Linked DNA regions of Macaca mulatta: region 1 is linked to region 2. Evidence: chromatin contacts called from public Hi-C data. All regions are on one chromosome and are shown on one strand. The core of a region is the stretch at or near the end of the contact, and the rest is flanking DNA. Distances in the headings are between cores, read along the strand shown.

What was found. A called contact is a pair of places that touch in the nucleus more often than the background predicts.
Region 1: a contact with region 2 is called in a Hi-C map of blood, with 4 times the contacts expected there. The contact joins the promoter of SREBF2 here to the promoter of SMIM45 in region 2. A contact is called at or near these places in 7 of 14 Hi-C or Micro-C datasets (CD4 T cells, blood, cortical neurons and 3 more).

Annotation. Positions count from the first base shown.
Region 1 is chr10:9,672,485-9,679,318 of T2T-MMU8v2.0, reverse strand. SREBF2 (sterol regulatory element binding transcription factor 2) reads left to right here and starts at 4,723. Exons shown (of 19, transcript XR_013398949.1): 1 at 4,723-4,975. It also overlaps a transcript of CCDC134 not described here.
Region 2 is chr10:9,549,903-9,557,223 of T2T-MMU8v2.0, reverse strand. SMIM45 (small integral membrane protein 45) reads left to right here and starts at 3,626. Exons shown (of 2, transcript XM_077949549.1): 1 at 3,626-4,486. It overlaps CENPM (centromere protein M), which reads right to left and starts at 3,817. Exons shown (of 6, transcript NM_001194334.2): 1 at 3,698-3,817; 2 at 3,096-3,175; 3 at 2,592-2,684; 4 at 1,263-1,342. The coding sequence starts at 3,754.

The DNA of each region.
Region 1 (6,834 bases), core at 3,474-5,973, 120 kb before region 2:
TGCTGTATCAGAGCCAAAGAGAGGGGCCTGGTCTTACCTATCTCCTCATCTGCCCCTTCTGGCACCTCCTTCCTCCTGGGCTCTTCCCTCTAATACCTTCATCCTCTCTCCATCTTGGTTAATCCTGTCCTTTCCACCCTCAAATGGGCACCTTCAAAGAAACAAATAGAACTACTCCACTGGCTGCCTCTCTCCTTCCCTTTGCTGCCACTGTTGATTGTTATAGTCACTTGCTCCAGGAAGTCCACTTTCTGAGTCTTACTGCAGGCAGAGCCTACCCCCTCAGCTGTAAAGGCCCTAGGGCACATGTTTGTCCAGCCGCCTCTTGCAGCTGGGATTGTTACGTGACTATAGCTCTACCAACTGTATATACCACTGTGGGAGTCGTGCTGGTGGTCACAGGTACCAGGGGCAGCAGCAAAGGGGTGGTTCTAGTGCCAAGTCCAGTGACCAGTGCCAGGGATGCCCAGTGGTGGCAACAGTGGTGTTCTCAGTGTGATCTTGGACATTGCTCCTGTCTACTGAGCTGCTAGGCCCAGTCTTTGGAACCATCAGGGAGTCTGTGAGCTCCCTGATATCCTTTAAGCCAGCGTTTTCCAGCGATGGCACCATTAACGTTTGGGGCTAGATAATTGTTTGGGGTGTGTGTGTGAGGAGGGCTGTCCTGTGCATTGTAGGCTATTTTAGTAGCATCCCTGGCCTCTCCCTATGAGATGCCTGTAGCAGTCCCCCAGTTATGACAACCAAAAATGTTTCCAGACATTGCCAGATGTCCACTGGGAGGGAAAACCTCCCTGGTCCACAGCCCTTCTTATTCCAGTCCCACATCTTCCTCCCCTCCCCGTCACTGTCCTCAGAGAGATGCTGTTGACAACTCCTTGAGGTGATTCTCTCAGGCTTCTTGTTGTAGTTCCCTGCTGTCAAGCCTGAGCCTGCTGTCACTTCTGGATTCTTCTTTCCTCACCTGCCTCCATTTGCATGAAGTTTTTGTGGGGCTGTTTCTATTTTCTTCTTGGGCAGCCATACCCTCTAAGACTTAAAAGCTGAATACTTGCCCTGTTACTACCTGATAATTCTCATCACTTATGTTTCCAAAACCAAACTTATTATTTCCCTCTCTAACCCCATCTCTGTGTCAAACAGTGGAGTACATACTTTTGGTTAATCCAATTGGAAGGTTTCCTAGAGGAAGTAATATCTGAACTGAATCCTGAAAGATTGAGGGAAGAGGAAGGGTCAGAGGAAGTAAATGAAAAACCATATATAAAATTCTCTTCTGTGACCCGTAGCAGGTACCCAATCCATGGTAGATATGGAAACGTAGTATTTACCAGTCTCGTCCATCCCTTTTCCTTTTTTTTTTTTTTTTTGAGACAGAGTCTCACTCTATCGCCAGCCTGGAGTACAGTAGTGCAATCTCGGCTCACTGCAACCTCCACCTCCCAGGTTCAAGTGATTATCCTGCCTCAGCCTCCTGAGTAGCTAGGACTACAGGCGCTTGCCACTACGACCAGCTAAGTTTTGTATTTTCAGTAGAGATGGGGTTTCACCATGGTGACCAGGATGGTCTTGATCTCTTGACCTCATGATCCATCTGCCTCGGCCTCCTAAAGTGCTGGGATTATAGGTGTGAGCCACCGCGACCGGCTGTCCATCCCTCTTCAGATGAAGAGCTCAGGTCCTGAGGAGGGACTTGTCAAAAGCTGCTCTACATCTCAGAGCCAGCCCTTGTCCTCCTGCTAGTCAAAGCAAGGTACCACCTGGAAGAGATGTTCAGTTACGTGGGACCCAAGGCCAGAGGGAAAATACCAGTGTTTCCTGAGGTTCGGGTCCAGCCACTATTCTTCCACCATTTCTACTGAACCTTCACTTGTACCCCCTCAGTCCACTTGGCCAGGCATCACAGCCTCTGGGCAGGTTCACCAGTGAACTATGGGAACAGGTGCTGTGTGCCACCTCTGGAAGGGGTTACTGAGATTCTGGGTTGTGGGGGTGACCTGGGCCAGAGTGAGTTGTATGGGAGTTGTTGCTGAATCCCCCCAGAGTACCAGTCACACACTAGTGTGAGGGGCCTTGCAAGAGCCACTAGGCAGCACAGTTGAAGGTGGCACCTTCCTGCTCAGTGCTGGGTCCAGAGCACGGTTTAGTTTTCTGTGTCTTTCGGGGTGAGACTGGTGTATTCTATACTAGCCTCCCTGTGCGTAAACAATGACGAGAACAATCTTGTCTTGTTTTCCCAAAAAAAGACACTATTTCTCATTAGTTATACACATTCATTATAAAAGGTAATTTAAACAATACTGAAATGCCAGAAAGAAAGTAAAATTCACCCCAAATCTCACTACTCCTATAACAATGTCTGACAGCCAGCTGTTGGGTCTTCCATCCTTTTTAACCTTCGGGTGAGCACATAGATCCTTATTTTTTCTTCTTTTTCTTTCTTTCTCTCTCTCTCTCCCCCGCCCCCCGCCTTTTCTTTTCTTTTTCTTTCTTTTTTTTTTTTTTTTTTTGAGACAGAGTCTTGCTCTGTCTCCCAGGCTGGAATGCAGTGACATGATGTCAGCATTCTGCAGCCTCTTTCTCCCAGGTTCCAGTGATTCTCCTACCGGGTAGCTGGGATTACAGGCATGCGCCACCACACCCAGCTGATTTTTGTATTTTTAGTAGAGACGGGGTTTCACCATGTTGGTCAGGCTGATCTCGAACTCCTGACCTCAAATGATTTGCCCACCTCGGCCTCCCAAAGTGCTGGGATTACCGGCGTGAGCCACCATGCCTGGCCAGATCCTTATTTTTTCAATTGCCATACAGCAGCATGCAAGGCAATTACTGTATGCCAAAGCTTAAGCTGAGAGCTGGCTACCAGGAGCTCCTCCTGCCTCGAGGCCTTTATCCATGCCATCATTTCCCCTTTGGCTGTAACAGCTGCAGTTCTCTCATAATTTTAGGTTTCATCTTAAATGTCACTTCTTCAGTCTTCTTGACAGCACAAGTCAGGTCCCTTGTTAGTTTCATCACCTCCATTACCTTTCCTTGATCACTTGTACCATCATCTGTAATTTATTTTTATGTTTAATATGGGTGTGGGATTTCTGTTTTTTGTTTTTTGTTTTTTTGTTTGTTTGTTTTGCTAGACTGGAAGCTCTCAGAGGGCAGGACACATTCTTTTCCCTGCCACAGAGATGGTCAATAAATATTGTCAATTGAATGTGCAAATAATCTCACTTAACCACAGCTATGAGGGATACTATTTTATCCCCATTTTAGAGATGACAAAACTGAGGCTTAGAACAATTAAACAGCCCAAGGACACACAGTGAATTAGTGGATCCACGTGTCTGCCTCCACACAGCCTGTGTGTTCTTAATTATTGATCACTAAGCAACAGCTGCCTCTCACAAACTAGCAGGAAACTTACTTTTCCCTTTTATCAATATATTGTGAACGCCTCTTCTTGCCAATAAATATACATTTGTGTGCATAATTTTTAATGATCCCTTAGTATTCCATCGTGTGGATGTAATTTACATATTCATTTCCTTATTCTCACCTCTTCCTAGTTACAGTGCTGCTTTTTTTCTTTGAGACGGAGTCTCACTCTGTTGCCCAGGCGATCTCGGCTCACTGCAAGCTCCGCCTCCCAGGTTCACGCCATTCTCCTGCCTCAGCCTCCCGAGTAGCTGGGACTACAGGCGCCCGCCATCACCCCGGCTAATTTTTTGTATTTTTAGTAGAGACGGGGTTTCACCGTGTTAGCCAGGATGGTTTCGATCTCCTGACCTAGTGATCCGCCCGCCTCGGCCTCCCAAAGTGCTGGGATTACAGGCGTGAGCCACGGCGCCCGGCCTACAGCATTTCTTTAAGCACTTGTAATTTTTATTCCTTAGGCTAAATTCCTAGAAGTTTACAACACGACCAGCTGCGAGACGGGGCAGTGAGGTGCTTCAAGAAGTGGAAATTCGTGGGTGGGCTGCGCTTCAGAATCCTGGTGGAACTTTTTCAAAAAACTCATGCCCGGGGCCCCCCCCTCTCAGGAGGCCGGCGGCGGGCCTGGGCACTGGCGTGGTTTTCAGGTCCTCAGTGGTTCCAAGGTGCCAGGGATTGAGGACCACTGGAGAAAGCGCGAGGTCACGGCGGGTGCAAAGCAGAAGACGTAAAATCCTGACCGCCCTGGGACAATTCGCAACCCTGTCAGCCTCCGTGCCCGCCTTTGTAAGGGGGCTGGGAGAAGCGGGACTTGGATGACCCGGACTCCGGTCCCGAGCGCCGGGGGGCCAGGTTTGACTCCGCCGGTTTTCTCAGGCGGTCAGGGCGCGGGGAGGCAGCTGGGAAGATGACGTAATGTGCTCCCAGCCAGGGCTGGAGGCGGCCAGCGGTCGCAGGTGGAGGGTGGCCTGTTAACCCTTCACTCCCAGGCCAGTGAACGGACTTGCGTGTGGCGCAGATCCAACGGAGAAGGCAGCGGCTCCTTTAAACAAGGCGGAGAAGGTTAAGATGATGACCGGGCGGCTACTCCGGGCATTCGCTCCGAGGCCGCGAGGGGAGGAACCTCACTATGCAAATCTGAGCTGCTGATCGATGACGCGCCATCACCCCACGCGCCGCCTCGCGCGCCCATTGGCTGAGATGAGCCTGGTCCCATTGACAACAAACAGGGGGGCGCGCGGCCTGGAGGCGGGGCCGCAGGGGGCGCGGGATGGGGCGGGGGAATCCCGCCCCGCCCTTTTCGTGCGGCGCCCGGGCGCAACGCAAACATGGCGGCGGGTGGCACCCGCCGGTGAGGCGGTACCGGGCGGGGGTTGTCGGGTGTCATGGGCGGCGGCGACGGCACCGCCCCCGCGTCTCCCTGAGCGGGACGGCAGGGGGGCTTCTGCGCTGAGCCGGGCGATGGACGAGAGCGGCGAGCTGGGCGGTCTGGAGACCATGGAGACCCTCACGGAGCTGGGCGACGAGCTGACCCTGGGGGACATCGACGGTGAGTGGTTGGTGGGTGGGTGGGAGTGCGGGGGCCGCGCGGGGAGGAAGGGGTTACGGCGGCGCGCCCGGGTGCGCGTGCGCCCACCCCCAGACAGCCCCGGCTCGCGCGGGAAGAACCCAGTGCGCACTGTCCCCCCGGCGGTCCCCAACCCTTCCGGCGCTGCGAGCTTGAGCCCTGCCCAGCCGCGCCGCTCCGGGAGGCCGTGGGATCTGGGGCGCCGCGGGGCCGAAAGCGGCGCGAGGGTCACGGGTTCCAGAGCACGGGGCCAGGGACGTCGCGGGGGCGTCTCAGGGAGCGGCCTAAGGAGAGCGCGTGGCTGCCGCCTCCCTCGCGCGCCCACACGCGCTTTGCGTGGTCCGCTGTCCCGCCGCCCGCGACCGTGCGTCGCACCTGTCACTCCCTGCCCGGACGCGGGGGCGGCTTTGGGATTCCCGGGGCCCAGCCCCCAGTCTCGGCGCCCCGAATCCCTGGGCTTCTCGGAATTGATCGACGGCCAGGTCGCCGGGTGCTCCGCGAAACTTTGGGCAGCGACTGCAGAAGCAAGTTGCTGATGAAGAGAGCAGTGGCGGCGGCATGTGGACACATCTCTCCGGGATGGAGAGCCGGGCGCTCCTGCTGTCACGCTGCAAAGGGAATTGAGCAGAAGGAATTTTGAGTTGTGGCCCCTCGGGTACGGGCTGGGGAGCGGGTGGCCTTTGTTCCGGCGCCTTAACAGCGGAGTGGAAGAGCTGGTAGGAGCCCAGGGATCCTCTCTTAAAATACTCATTTTGCGACCACGGGAACCACGATTTAGAGAGGGTCAGCGGCTTGCTCAAGGTCACCCGGCTGGTTAGAGCCTAGTTCTTGCAGTTCCTGGGCCAGTATTGGTTTTTCCATACCCCTCCTTTCAGGAAAGAGTCCAGTTGACTAGGCTAGTAATCTTACTAACTCGATAATTGCACTCTTATGTTCTAGGCCCCAAAATACTTTGTATTATTTCACTTCTTCCTCACAACAATCCTGTGAGATATTCTTATTACCCCTATTTTAATACGGTAATTAAAGAAGCTGAGGCCAGGAGATATTGACTTATCTAAGGCCACTCACCTTAGAGAGCTTAGGCAGAAACACAGGTGCATTGTACTTTTCAGTTTTCAGCATGATTTCATGTCCAGGATCTCACTACAGCCTTGCAGGCATGTATGATGGCTACATCCCCATTGTGCAGATGAAGAAACAGAAGCAGCAGAAGATCCTCTTTTGGGGGAAGAGATAAATGCAGCAGCTAATTGAAAAGAATCTGTTTGCCATTTTCCCATTTTGCTTTTGTAATATTTCTCCCCTTCGTTTGTCCTTGCTTTCCATTTTGGTCATGTGGGCAGTGTGGTAAGACTCTTAATTGAAGCCCCAGTTCTAACCACAGACTCTTTACTAAGTGCTCCTAAATACAGAAATGGGTTAACAAATGGGGGGTGGGGTAGGTGGGGGTTGGGAATATAGCAAGGGCAGCTAACATGTTTTGAGAACTTACGTGCCAGACGGTGTTAAACACTTATACATGTTAATGTTCTCAATCCTCATAACAACCCTGTCAGGTAGAGAGAACTGTTATACTAGTCATCTCCCTCTCACAGAACCTGAAAGTGAGTCCCAGGGTGGTTCATTAATTTACTGAAGATTACAGAGCCAGTAGAAAGTACTGTATGTCTATAGCTGCCTACCCACGGGCACAGAAAGAAATTCATATGCATTTTGCATTCCTATTCCATGATCAGTTCCTACTTGTCTTATTTTATTTATCTAACTTTTAAATTTTACTTTTTATTTAGTTATTTTTTGAGACAGGGTCTCATTCTGTCACCCAGGCTGGAATGCAG
Region 2 (7,321 bases), core at 2,377-4,876:
TTGCTTGGCCTGCATTTGCTCATCAAAGCTTCTTGAGAATTATCTGTGCCGTGCCAGGCGCTCTGCTCAAGGAGCTAACAGTTCAGCTGGAAGGGCAGACAGGTCAGACACCTCATGCATGCCGCAGAGACACCAGGGCTGAGTTTTGAGGTATTTGTAGGGGTTAGCAAGATAAAGAAGAGGAAACGTATTTGAGAGCAGCCTAGAGTAAACAAAAAGAGACGGGCCGGCTGGGTGCAGTGGCTCACGCCTGTAATCCCACCACTTTGGGAGGCCGAGGCGGGCGGATACCTGAAGTCAGGAGTTCAAGACTAGCCTGGCCAACATGGAGAAACCCCATCTATACTAAACTACAAAAATTAGCTGGGCATGATGGCGGGTGCCTGAAATCCCAGCTATTCGGGAGGCTAAGATGGGAGAATCGCTCGAACCCCGGAGACGGTGGTTGCACTGAGCCGAGATCATGCCACAGCACTCTAGCCTGGGCAGCTGAGCAAGACTCCAACTAAAAAAAAAAAAGGTTGGGCCCTGCAACAGGACTTACCTAGGTGTGAACCTTGGCTCTACCACTTTTTATCTCTTTTTATCTAGGGGACTTGGGCAACTTAACCTCATGACTCTAAAACGGAGGTAATAATACCTACCTCAAACATTAATATGAAAACAAAGCAATTACAGTGTCTGCCTCACAGTGAGAGCTCAAAAGAGGTTAGCCATTATTATTTTCACTGTTAATATTACAAAGTCTCAGGAACAGCAGCTGACCCAGAGAAGGAGAGTAACCGGAGATGAGACCAGCCCAGAAGGCAGACGCCAAACTGCAAAGTGCTTTGTGTCTTTAGAGTTTGGATTTTACTGAAAGCCACAGGCAACCACTAGGCAACTCCAAGCAACAGCAGAGTTATCTGCTCAGATTCACTCTTACGCTGACAACAGGTCAGATTCCAAAGTATGTGTATATGTGTTCTTTCGGTTTTTAAATTTAACTTTTAAGTTCCGGGGTACATGTGCAGATTTGTTATGTAGGTAAACTTGTGTCATCGGGTTTGTTGTACAGATTGTCACCCAGGTATTAAGCCTAGTACCCATTAGTTATTTTTCCTGATCTTCTCCTTTCTCCTGCCCTCCATCCTCTGATAGGCCCCAGTGTGTGTAAAATACATGTTCTTTCCATCACCCAGGGTGCCTCAGCGAGAAGCCTATCCCCGCCCCAGCTTTCCCTTGGCTGGGGGTGGGTGGTAACAGGCGAAGGACGTACTTACCACCTGTGGCAAGGAAACACACCTTCCCCAAGAAGAAGCTGGCATCCACATGGCGCAGGGACTCCTCGGTGTTCTGGAGGCTGGGGTGGCCAGGCCAGAGTGAGAGAACACACCAGAGAACAAAACTTTACAACAGAGAAGGCAGAAGCCCTTGCTTCTCTGATCCTAGAGGCCAGAGAATGACAAGAGGGTGACATTCTCTGGAGAAATACTTTGTCCTTTTTTTGGGGGGGGGATGGAGTTTCACTGTCACCCAGGCTGGAATGCAGTAGTGCGATCTTGGCTCACTGCAATGTCCACCTCCTAGGTTCAAGTGATTCTCCTGCCTCAGCCTCCTGAGTAGCTGGGATTACAGGTGCATGCCACCACGCTCAGCTAGTTTTTGTATTTTTAGTAGAGACACGGTTTGCCATGTTGGCCAGGCTAGTCTCAAACTCCTGACCTCAAGCGATCCACCGGTCTCGGTCTCCCAAAGTGGCATGAGCCACCATGCCCCATTATGTCCTTTAATGTTTTTTAAAAATAATTTCAACTTTTATTTTAGATTCAGGGGGTACATGTACAGGTTTATTACATGGGTATACCATGTGATGCTGAGGCTTGGGGTACAAATGATCCCATCACCCAGGTACTGAGCATAGGACCTAATAGTTTTTCAATCGTTGCCCCCTCCCTCCTTCCCTGCTCTAGTAGTCCCCAATGTCTATTGTTGCCATCTCTGTGTCCATGAGGACCCCATGTTTAGCCCCCACTTACAAGTGAGAACATGTAGTACTTGATTTTCTGCTCCTGTGTTAATTCACTTAGCATAATGGCCTCCAGCTGCATCCAGGTTGCTGCAAAGGTTATGCTTTCGTTCTTTATTATAGGTGGACTTTAATTTTTTTTTGAGACAGAGTCTCGCTTTGTTGCCCAGGCTGGAGTGCAGTGGCCCGATCTCGGCTCACTGCAACCTCCACCTCCTGGGTTCAAGCAATTCTGCCTCAGCCTCCCGAGTAGCTGAGACTACAGGCGCAAGCCACCACGCCCGGCTAATGTTTTGCATTTTAGTAGAGACGGGGTTTCACCGTGTTGCCCTGGCTGGTCTCAGGCAATCTGCCCACCTCGGCCTCCCAAAGTGCTGAGATTACAGGTGTGAGCCACTGTGCCTGGCCGTTGTCTTTTAAACACTGTGCACTGGCCACTGCCTCCTCTTTCCTCACCCTATAGGATTGACCTCAGACAGCCTCTCCCATCCTCACCACTTCCATCACAAGTTAGGTCACTCTCCCAGCACACTTCTGAGCCAGGCCTGCCTAAGCCCTGACTGCCCCTTCCTCTGGCTCTCACCTGTATTTGCTGTGAAGATTAACCACAAACACGATCAGGTCAATTCGTGGCCGATTCACACTGGAGGGCAAAGGGAGGGACTTTGCCAAGTGGCTGAAAAACAGGAAATTGCAGGACTCAAGATAAGCGTACCGCCTTCACAGCGACCGTTTAAATGGTGCCCTTCATGGGGAAAGAGGCCGTCAAGGGTTCCCCACCTCATCCTAGCCACCCGAGGCTCTTGCGGCCACAACTCCTTGGGCCAGCACAGAGGCAGGACTCGGCCGGTCCTATTCACATTACTCCTGTCTGATTCCCTCTGCCAGAAAGGGCCTCTGTTTAGTCACCACCTCGGCAAGGGGAGGTTGGGATATAAGACGGCATGGGCCTAGCCAGCTACGCTGCATGCTGGGAGAAGGACCAGCCTCAGAGGAGGGGGCGCTGGGCTTCGGGGTTTAGCAGCTAGGACTGAATCCCTCTGGAGTGAGAGACACGTGGGCCCAGGCCACAGCCGCGGCTACTTACACCTTCAGCTCGGAGGCGCAGTCCTCCTTGAGCATCGAGTCCGCCAGCTGCTGCAGAAGAGCATCCTCCGTGCCTACCAGCTGCGCAGGGAGAGAGAGCGGACCGTCGAGCCAGAGGCACAGCAACCCCTGGGGAGGGCCTGGCCCTTCGACCCACTCCCGGGGAGATCGGGCCGCCGCCAGCAGGCGGCTCCGAGGACATTTCCCGAGAAGTGGACCCCGCGATGCGGCACAGGCTGGGGTCCTGAGGTTTGGACCCGCTGCAGGCCTGTGGGCACCGCACTCTCTACTACCCGATCCTCGTTTAGACCGCCGGCCTCTCCAGGAAGCCAGACCCCCAGACGCGGAAAAACCAAATCCAGGCGCGGGAACCCGCTAATCAGAAGATGGGAAGGGCCCGCCGAGCACCTATTGGTGAGTGCGTCTCTCAACCTTAGAGAGCGGCTACTCCGATTGGTTCAAAGCGTGGCTCTCCGCCTTTTCCCCGTCCCGCTACGGTAGCGCTCACTGGCTCGGCGCCTTAGGGAGCTCAGTTGACCTAGTGGCTGAAGCGCCGCCCAGGAGGTAAAGGCCGGCGGGGGAAGCGGGGCCGCCGGCACCTACCAAGATGGTGGCCGTGTTCAGGCTGGGCAGTTTGTCCAGCGGCCTCAACACCGACATCACAGCCTCAAGGCCGACCGCCGCTCCTGCTGTGCGCGCCGATCTTTCAAACCGCCCTGAGTCCCGCCCCTAGAGCGCGGCCTGGGGGCACGTACCTCCTTATAGGCGGGGCTTCGCGGGACGGGACTGGGCCTCTTAAAGGAACCGAACGTTTATCTCCTTTTCTGAGGGGCATTCCAGCACCACCCGCGGAACACGTGGTGGACAGGCCTTTTGTTCCATGCTCCACAGTAAGCAGATTTGTAGTGATTTCTTTGTACACTTTCGTTCATTCATGCTCATACACAGTACTTTTTTTTTTTTTTTGAGACGGAGTCTCGCTCTGGGGCCCAGACAGGAGTGCAATGTGCGCGATTTCTGTTCACTACAACCTCTGCCTCCTGAGTTTAAGCGATTCTCCTGCCTCAGCCTCCAGAGGAGCTGGGATTACAGGCGTGCGTCACCACGCCTGATTTATTTTTGTATTTTTAGTAAAGATGGGATTTCCCCAGCTTGCCCAGGCTAGTCTCAAACTCCTGGCCTCAAGTGATCCTCGTGCCTCGGCCTCCTGAAGTGCTGAGATTACAGACGTGAGCCACCGTGCCTGGCCTTTTTTTTTTTTTTTTTTGAGTTGGAGTGTCACTCTGTTGCCCATGCTGGAGTATAGTGACATGATCATAGCTCACTACAGCTTCAAACTCCTGGGCTCAAGTAATCTTCCTGGCTTAGCCTCCTGAGTAGCTGGAACTACAGGCAAGTGCCACCAAGCGGATCTGGCCATGTTGCCCGGGCGGCTCTTAAACTACTGGCCTCAAGCAGTCCTGCTTCAGCCTCCTGAATAGCTGGGACTACCGATGCACATCAGCAGGCCCTGCCAATTTACTGCTTTTATAGCGAGTGGTGAGCATGCTGTTCTTTGTCGGGTGGGAGACTTTAGCTCATCTTTCAAGGTTCCTTGCTGCAAACGCAGCCTGGGTACAGAGCTGTCGGGGTCTTGCTTTCTTGGCATACCCAGCAAGAACATGCAGGGACGCCCAGGGCCCATTGCGAACTGGTTCTCCCAACAGTTATATAGTAACTTGTTAATTGTCTCTCCATCTAAAATGTAAGAAACAAGCAGTTAGAGACTTTGTCACTTTGTATGTCCAGCACTCTAAAAGTGCCTGGTATGTCATAGTTAATAAATATTTGTTGAGTGAATGGATGGATTACATTCATCCATTCATTCTCAGCAGTCATTTATTCATCATTTCCTATGCCCAGACGCAATGCCCGGCCCTGGGAAGACAGTTGAATCAGACATTATTCATTAACTTAGTGTGATGAGGATGGGATAGACAATGATGACAGTGTGCTCATTGTTGTAATATCTGGGAGAGCAGAGACACTGTCTAGCCTAAATCCTTCAAACTGCAGACTAAACTAACTATGTCTTGCTTGGAAAGATCAGGAAGTAAATGGCCCCGTAGAACCCTTGCCCTCAGCACAGATAGGGCTTTGATTCCTCATGGCATGGGATGTGGAGAGGACTTCCTGAAAATCAAGTAGTAGTAGGCACTATGACAAGAAAATAAAGCAAGCTGAACACCGTGGCTCACGCTTGTAACCCAGCACTTTGGGAGACTGAGGCGGGTGAATCACTTGAGTCTGGGAGTTTGAGGCCAGCCTAGGCAATATAGTGAGACCTCATCTCTGCAAAAAAAAATTTTAAATTAGCTGAGCAGGCTGGGCACGGTGGTTCACGCCTGTAATCCTAGCATTTTGGGAGGCTGAGGCAGGCGGATCACCTGACATCAGGAGTTCGAGACCAGCCTGACCAGCATGGAGAAACCCCGTCTGTACTACTAAAAATACAAAATTAGCGGGACGTGGTGGTGCATGCCTGTAATCCCAGCTACCTGGGAGGCTGTGGCAGGAGAATCGCTTGAACTCGGGAGGCAGAAGTTGCAGTGAGCTGAGATTGCACCATTGCACTCCAGCCTGGGCAACAAGAGTGAAACTCCATCTCAAAAATAATAATAATAGGCCGGGCGCGGTGGCTCACACCTGTAATTCCAGCACTTTGGGAGGCTGAGGCAGGCAGATCACAAGGTCAGGAGACTGAGACCATCCTGGCCAACATGGTGAAACCCTGTGTCTACTAAAAATACAAAAATTAACTGGGTGCGGTGGCTCATGCCTGTAATCCCAGCACTTTGGGAGGCCAAGGTGGGCAGATCACGAGGTCAGGAGTTCAAGATCAGCCTGGCCAACATGGTGAAACCCCATCTCTACTAAAAATACAAAAATTAGCTGGGCATGGTGGCACGTCCCTGTAATCCCAGCTACTTGGGAGGCTGAGGCAGGAGAATCGCTTGAACCCAGGAGGCGGAGGTTGCGGTAAGCCAAGACCGCGCTACTGCCCTCCAGCCTGGCCGCAGAGCGAGACTCTGTCTCAAAACAAAACAAAACAACAAAAAAGCAAAAATTAGCTGGGCGTGGAGGTGTGTGCCTGTAATCCTAGCTACTCGGAGGCTGAGGCAGGAAAATCGCTTGAACCAGGGAGTCAAGAGGTTGCAGTGGGCCAAGATGGCACTGGTGCACTCCAGCCTGGTGACAGAGCGAGGCTCCGTCTCAAAAAAAAAAAAAATAATAATAATTTTAAAAATTATTATAAATAAATAACATTAGCTGAGCATGGTGGTATGCACCTTTGGTTCCAATTACTCAGAAGGCTGAGGTGGGAGAATCACTTGAACCGGGGAGGCAGAGGTTGCAGTGAGCCCAGATCACGCCACTGCACTTCAGCCTGGGTGACAGAGTGAGACCCTGTCTCGAAAAAAAAAAAAAAAAAAGCGGGGCACAGTGGTTCTCGCCTGTAATCCCAGCACTCAGCACTTTGGGAGGCCAAGGCAGGTGGATCACCTGAGGTCAGGAGTTCAAGACCAGCCTGACTAACATGGTGAAACCCCGTCTCCACTGAAAATACAAAATTAGCCAGGTGTGGTGGCGCTTGCCTGCAATCCCAGCTACTTGGGAGGCTGAGGCAGCAGAATTGCTTGAACCTGGGAGGTGGAGGTTGCAGTGAGCTGAGATTATGCCAATGTACTCTGGCCTAGGCAACAAGAGTGAAACTCTATCACACACAAAAAAACAAAAAACAAACAAACAAATTAGCCGGGTGTGGTGGTGGTGGCAGGCGCCTGTAATCCCAGCTACTTGGGAGGCTGAGGCAGGAGAATTGCTTGAACCTGGGAGGTGTAGGTTGCAGTGAGCCGAGATTGCACCACTGCACTCCAGCATGGGCGACAGTGCGGGACTCCATCTCAAAAAAAAAAAAAAAAAGAAGGCCGGGCGTGGTGGCTCAAGCCTGTAATACCAGCACTTTGGGAGGCCGAGATGGGCGGATCACGAGGTCAGGAGATCAAGACCATCCTGGCTAACACGGTGAAACCCCGTCTCTACTAAAAAATACAAAAAAAAAAAAACTAGCTGGGCGAGGTGGCGGGCGCCTGTAGTCCCAGCTGCTTGGGAGGCTGAGGCAGGAGAATGGCGTAAACCCGGGAGGCGGAGCTTGCAGTGAGCTGAGATCTGGCCACTGCACTCCAG